Linked DNA regions of Mus musculus: region 2 is linked to region 1. A link is a contact called in public Hi-C data. All regions are on one chromosome and are shown on one strand. The core of a region is the stretch at or near the end of the contact, and the rest is flanking DNA. Distances in the headings are between cores, read along the strand shown.

Region 1 (3,448 bases), core at 781-3,280:
CCTTTAAAATTTTTTTTTAATATGACACAAAGGGCCAGATTGCTAAATTCATCCTAAATATAAAGTTGCCTGCTAAAGAAGGACACTGATATTTTGAATTTCTTAATTTGCGTTATAAGAACAGGAAAGGTTTTCATTGGCCAGTGGGTTGAAGAGACTGTGATTTTTTTTTTAAAATAAATTGTGTCTTAATGTATTGTTTGAATTTCAGTTTTGAAACAAAGCTATGCCAGATATTTTCAGACCTCAATGCTACTTATCGTACAATTCAAGGCCATTTACAATCTGAAAACTTTAAGGTAGGTATCTTTTGTTGTTTCTGCCCTGACCTCTGAAGTGGAGGAGGGCATTAGAGGGCTGTAAAAGAGTAGTGATTCTTTAGGTTTTTAAATTCTGTATTGTCAGGTAGCTTTTAGTTTTATGTTATTTAAATATTTTTATTTAAAATTTCTTTAATGAATAATTAATTTTAGTTATATATATATGTATCTCTTTGTGGGTGTATGCATGTGGAGTGCAGGTGCTTCCCTAGGCCAGAGGCATAGGATTCCCCTGGAGTTGGAGTTACAGGAAATTTTATGAGCCAACTGATACAGGTGCTGAGAGCTGAACTCAGGTCCTCATGCCTTACTTAAATATTTTAATACTGGGTTTTTTTTTCCCCCTCTTCACATCCTGAAGACTATTTATTTGTTTTATAATAGTATATTAAATTTGTCTGGATTAGGAACATATATTTTAGTTATTTATGGTTGTTTAGAAAGTATCTTCAGGGCATTGGTGGCTCTAGTATGGCAGGTGGTTGTGATGTGTGGCCTCACATGCTGTGGCATAAGGCCTGGGGGTGCCATTTAACCCTGGGCCTGCTGAGGGACCTACCATGCTTGAGCTTGTGTGCGGATCTGAAACTGAGCGTGGAGGACAGCAGTCAGCCACGTCTCCCAGGAGGGCCTGGTGCTTTGGGAAGACTGAGTAACGGAGTGGCTGTCTACCACAAGATGCCACCAGAGGAGGAAGGCCCTATGGACCCCAGTGTGAGTGTGTCATTATGAAGACAGTGCCACTGACGACACAGTCCTGTCCAGCTGTGTTGAGGTGCAGTGGGTGTTTGCAGATGGGAACCCATGACCTGCTCAACAGTGCTGGAGCACAGAGGTGCCTGAAGAATGGCCTTGATAAGGACTCGAAAATTTGATCTTCAGAGTTTTCTGGGGTTGTGTGGTGGAAGATTCAAAATTTTAGGAGGGTGAGGAGTGCTGGTCACTGCTCTTGTTTAGATTGTAAATACACATTCAAGACAGGTTATTAATAATTTTAATGTGCTGTTTTCAGGGGAAAAAAAGCCTGTTCAGTTTTTATTTTTCATTTTAGTAACCTCTTAAATGAAAGACTATGCGACTGGGCGTGGTAGTGCACACCTTTAATCTCAACACTGGGGAGGCAGAGGCAGATGGATCTCTCTGAGTTCAGGCCCCCCTGGTCTACAAAGCGAAAGAGTCCAGGAAACCCAGAGCTGTTACACAGAGAAACCCTGTCTCAAAAAACCAAAAAAAAGAAAAGAAAAAAAAAAAACAAAAACAAAAAAAAGAAAGGAAAGACAGAGAACCTTAGGTTATAAACCAGTGTTAGGACAGAGCCAGTTAAAGCCCAAGGTAGCAATTGAATAAATGAATATACTACTGTGGGGAAGATTCAGGACCGGGAAGTGCTTCATTGGATCATAATGGATTGAGAGTAAAGCTTGATTGCTTTGGTTTCTAGTGGTCAGAAGGTACTGTGAGATTGTTTTTCAAGATATGACTCATATATACATGAGAGTTGACCTTAATTAAAAATAATCCAAGTTTTTTTTCCCCCCAGCATTTATGTTTACTTGGAAGATAGCATTGAATTGATTTAAAAAATCAGGAATGGTATATGTAGTTAATTTTTTTAATTTGAAAAAATGATCTAGCAACTTAAAGGGAAATTCGCAATAACAATGGTATTCCCATGAACTCAAGTTTGGACTTGACATTTACTGTCTGTTTTCTATTAACTTAGCAACGGGTAATGACCTGCTTCAGAGCATGGGAAGATTGGGCAATTTATCCAGAACCATTTTTGATCAAACTTCAGAATATTTTCTTAGGACTTGTAAATATCATTGAAGAAAAGGAAACAGAGGTAGGTATTCTGTACTTAAATATTTTTCTGGGGGAGGGGGAATATTACATATATTTCTTTATGAAAAATACCTGTTTACCATTAAATAATACAAGAGTCAGTGTTACATAAGACAGGGATTTTCAATGTGTTCTTATGGGATAGTGGCTGTTTTTGTTTTGTTTTTAGTAACTTGAAAAGATTTATGATATATTAGAAAACAAATAATACACAGAAACCCCTCAACTAACAAGGGGGCCTTGATAAACTTACTGCAAGTAAGTCTCATCAAGTTAAAGGTACAGTGACTGCTTGTACCAACATGACTGAACCTGAGAGCTCAGCCTGGCTTACTTTCTTCTGACTTCTAACCTGTATCAGTATCTTTCAGTTTCCTAGTAGAGGGCTTTTTTTCATCTTTCTCATGTTACTATGTTGCAGCCTGTCTATCCTTTGGGGCTTCTGTAGTAGAGGAGTCTTACCGAGTCTTGCTTTTGTGGGCTCTTGACTCCCATATCATTTGGTGAGGTTGAGGTAAATTGCTTTTGGAAGGCAGGGAGCTGTGCTCTGTGCATCACACATCTGATTCTGCTCTTCTCCAGTGTCATTTCACTTCCTTCCAGGATGTTCTGGCTCTCCTCTCCCTCAGCAGTTGGTGAAGGGACAGCTACTCTTCTACCCTCTTCTCAGACTCTTTGTTTCAGTTTCTTCAGTGCAGTGTTTCTCTTCCACTGCTCTTTGTACCTGCTCTTCTCTTTCTGGATTTTCTGTGTTACCAGACCTCAGCCTAAGTGTAACTTCAGGATAACCTTTTGACTTCTTTAAGGGAAATTTAATTATTAAATAGTATAATAAGATGGTGATGTACACTTTCAATCTATTGTTCTAACTTATTTTCTTTTTAAACAAACCTTTACTAAGCTCTTTGGCAGACGAACCAAGCCTGATACTTTTCACCATGACTCATATGCTACTTGATCTCAAGGATAAGCCTTTAATATATATTATGCAAATAAGTGTACAGATAGTTACTGTCTCTGCAGTCTGGATAATAAAACATATTTACATTGTGTCTGGAGATAAGGCTATCTAGTCATGTTGCTCTGCACTGGATTTTAAGTTAATCTAACAGTGAGAGAGTGGTGCATGTTTTGCAGGATGTGCCGGATGATCTTGACGGTGCTCCCATCGAGGAGGAGCTTGACGGGGCGCCTCTGGAGGATGTGGATGGGATTCCCATCGATGCCACTCCCATCGATGACCTGGATGGGGTCCCTATAAAGAGTCTTGATGATGATCTGGA
Region 2 (3,376 bases), core at 417-2,916, 200 kb before region 1:
CCAGACTGAGAGCCTATCTCAAATCCAGGGGTAAGGATGACATCTGCCTTCCACACACATGTGCACACACATGACCATGCGCACTCACACTCATACCCACACAAAAGCCTGTTTATTAACTTCCAGCAATACAGGAAAACATAGAAGGAAAATTTACCCCAGTCCCACCACCTAAAAGCCAACACCGTTAACATGTAACACATTTTAATTTAGATACTGGATGCAAGTACTGATATGCACTTTGTATACGAGGAAAGAGTTTTAGAAATCTATTTTGATATAAAGTTAGAAATCTAATTTCACTTAGAACGAACTCACAAATAACTGAGCTGAGACTAAAGGAACAAAATGTTTTTTTCAACATGGAGAAGTCTTAAATACGTAGATTTAAGAAAACATACTATAAAATTTGAGTTTGGAATAATTTCTAAACTATGAGTGAAAACTTAAAGCATACATATAGTGAATAGAATAGAGAGGCCCCTGTGTACCCAGCATCCATTGCCAGCCACACCCATCATCCATTGTCAGCCGCACCCATCGTCCATTGTCAGCCACACCCATCATCCATTGTCAGCCGCACCCATCGTCCATTGTCAGCCACACCCATCATCCATTGTCAGCCGCACCCATCGTCCATTGTCAGCCACACCCATCATCCATTGTCAGCCGCACCCATCGTCCATTGTCAGCCACACCCATCGTCCATTGTCAGCCACACCCATCATCCATTGTCAGCCACACCCATCATCCATTGTCAGCCACACCCATCATCCATTGTCAGCCGCACCCATCATCCATTGTCAGCCGCACCCATCATCCATTGTCAGCCGCTGTCATTGGTTTTCTGTTTTCTCCCTGTGGTTACTCAATCCCCTCCACCTGCTTCATTGTTTTATTATTTTAATGTCACAGGTCTGGGAAGGTACACTCATCAATCTTAACTTTACAAGATTGACAAATAAATGCACCCATGTGAGCCACACTCCTGAGGTGATATGGAATCCATCTCTCACAAAACACCCATCATATCACTTTTCTGAAAACTTGTCACCGTAGTTTTATCCTGGAGCTTCGTATAACTTGAGTCCTGTAGGGGGCACCCCCTGTCTTCCGCTGCTGTCTTTGGTGGTTGTATTTTACACTGTTGGGTAGTGTTCCACTGTCTGCACACACAGCCATTTGTGTGCCCATTCTTCTACTGATGCTCCTTTTGGGTTGTGTTGTAGATTGAAATGTATTGTTATAATAAATGACCGGGCAAAGGGTTTTTGGGCATTCTAGACTGTAATCAGGCTTGCAGTGGCCACACCTTTGGTGGGGAAGAAGATACGTGTTTGTGAGGAGAAGTGCAAAGAAGCTGGAGGAGCTCATTCAGATTCTAGGAGATAAGTTTCCACGCCCTTTGGTGGCACAGGAACATTGACCTTCCTGAGTACCAGGGAGAGCCAGGTGAAATTTCCATACAGAAGTGACTGGAGGCAGCTTGCTAGGTGCAGGGCTCTGTACTGGTGGAGAATACGTGTCCAGGCTTTAATGCACTTGGGGGACTCCCTGGACCCTACCTAAGATGGTTCCTGCAGAAGCTGAAGCCTAAAGGTCTCCACTAGCTCCTGACTAGCTTTGCAGACGAATCAGCCTATGCACTCTGCACTATGCTCTCAGCACTGGGGACCCAAGCCAGCCAGTGCTCCTGTTCAGAGGCCAGACCTCGGGACAGATTATGATACCACGAGGCTGCCGGGACTTTGGCTGGGATCCCTGCTTTCCGCCTGATGGATATGAACAAATATATACAGAGATACCAAAGGCTGAGAACACCATTTCTCGTCGGTTCCGAGCCCTGCTCAAGCTGCAGGAGTACTTTAGTGTGGCTGCTGGGACTGGTGACCACTAGGGCTGTGGGTGTGTGGAGGGAGAGAGGGGGTAGTGTAGAATGTCCCAGGAGGCAGGCACTCCTGGCAAGGATTCTCTGGGTTTCCCTTTGCCAGGGGATCCAGGCAGCTTCAGCAGCCAGTTCTTGGAAGAGAAGTTGGCTCTGCATCAGGGAACGCTGGGCCAGTTGATATTAAACTCCTGCCCTTCAGGATTCAAGAGTTGCCTTTGGCCAGGCATACACACTTTTAGTCCCAGAATTTGGGAGGTAGAGGCAGACAGATCTTTGTGAGTTGGAGACTAGCCTGGTTTGCATAGTGAATTCCTGGACAGCCAGAGTTACATAGTGAGACCCTGTCTCAAAAACAAAACAAAACACCAAAGCAACAACAAAAAAGAGTTGTTCTTGCAGCTGCTGACTCTGGGATCCTGAGAAAAATTGGAGTGTTTACATTTCGTATCTGGTTAAGGGTCTGGCAAAGAAACACAACTTTTGCATACAGAATGTAGAAAATGTAAATTCTGGAGGGCATTTGTTTCCAAAATAAATGGTGTGTCTGCTTTGAAAAAAAAAAAAAAAAAAAAAGCAAAAACATCATGACCAAAAGCAATTTGGGACTTGGGGGTGGAGGTGGGTACTTCAGGATTTTATTTTGCTTATATGTTCTGACACAGTCACTCATGAAGGGAAGTCAGGGCAGGAACTTAAGGCTGGAACTGAAGAAGAGGTTATGGTGGAATACTGCTGACTGGCTTTCTCCCTGTGGTTTACTCAGCCTGTTCTTATGCAGCCTAGGACCACTGGCCCAGGAGTGGTGCCGTCCATAGTGGGCTTGGTCCTCCCACGTCAATCCTTAATTAAAAACTTCTCCACAGACTTGCCTAGAGATGGAGGCACTTTCTCCATTGAGATACCCTCATTGCAGATGACCTTAGCTTGTGTCAAGCTGACAGAAAATTAACTGGCCCAGGTAGGTTGCTTTCAGTGTAAGTTATTGATAGCGAGGCTGCCATGATTGTTTTTGTGTATGTCTTCTTTGTTGATGCGTGTTGAAGTTTTTTTTTTTTTAAGTCTTTGGCTTATATTGTAATGCTTAATACTGGCCCCCAAGGCCTGGTGGCCTTTAGGAATTTAGAGGGTGTGCACATAGACCCAAGAGACACTACGGGACCTTGCCCCCCCACCCCGCCCCCAAGTTATCCCAGATTAGTGAATAAAGGTGCCTACAGCTTATAGCTGGGCAGAACTGAACTAGGTGGAGCTTGGGGTTCCTGGGCTTGATGTATGAGAAGAACCACAGGGGAGGGAGAAGGTGGTGGAGAGAGAAGATGCCGTGAGACAAGAATCATAAAATCATGGCCAGGAGGGCTGGGTGATTGGAGTTAAGAGCAGCCCAGACAGAACATGGCAAATCATATTGTGGGGCTATTGGCAGGGAAATAGACATAATAGCATAGAAGGTAGATGCGTGCCCAGCCCTGGTGCAGATTAAGGCTTATT

Evidence for each region. Hi-C and Micro-C count contacts between places; a contact is called where the count stands out from the background.
Region 2: a contact with region 1 is called in a Hi-C map of liver, with 2.3 times the contacts expected there. The contact joins two enhancer-like sites. A contact is called at or near these places in 1 of 15 datasets of contacts at CTCF or cohesin (pro-B cells), 9 of 484 Hi-C or Micro-C datasets (the C10 cell line, the P5424 cell line, beige adipocytes and 6 more), 1 of 115 datasets of contacts at active chromatin or transcription factors (bone marrow-derived dendritic cells) and 1 of 9 other capture datasets (adipose tissue).

Annotation. Positions count from the first base shown.
Region 1 is chr9:95,476,118-95,479,565 of GRCm38.p6, reverse strand. U2surp (U2 snRNP-associated SURP domain containing) reads left to right here. Exons shown (of 28, transcript NM_001357974.1): 19 at 212-299; 20 at 2,044-2,166; 21 at 3,303-3,448. Among named protein-coding and RNA genes, the nearest start is that of Gm32133, 32 kb to the right of the region's middle. Within about 2 kb of position 2,030, at least 9 of the 459 cell types and tissues checked have an H3K27ac peak or open chromatin away from gene starts, as enhancers often do. A contact at or near this core is called in liver, where this site is marked.
Region 2 is chr9:95,673,946-95,677,321 of GRCm38.p6, reverse strand. All of the region lies in intron 3 of Pcolce2 (procollagen C-endopeptidase enhancer 2), which reads right to left. It also overlaps the pseudogene Itpa-ps2. Among named protein-coding and RNA genes, the nearest start is that of Gm39407, 31 kb to the left of the region's middle. Within about 2 kb of position 1,666, at least 50 of the 459 cell types and tissues checked have an H3K27ac peak or open chromatin away from gene starts, as enhancers often do. A contact at or near this core is called in liver, where this site is marked.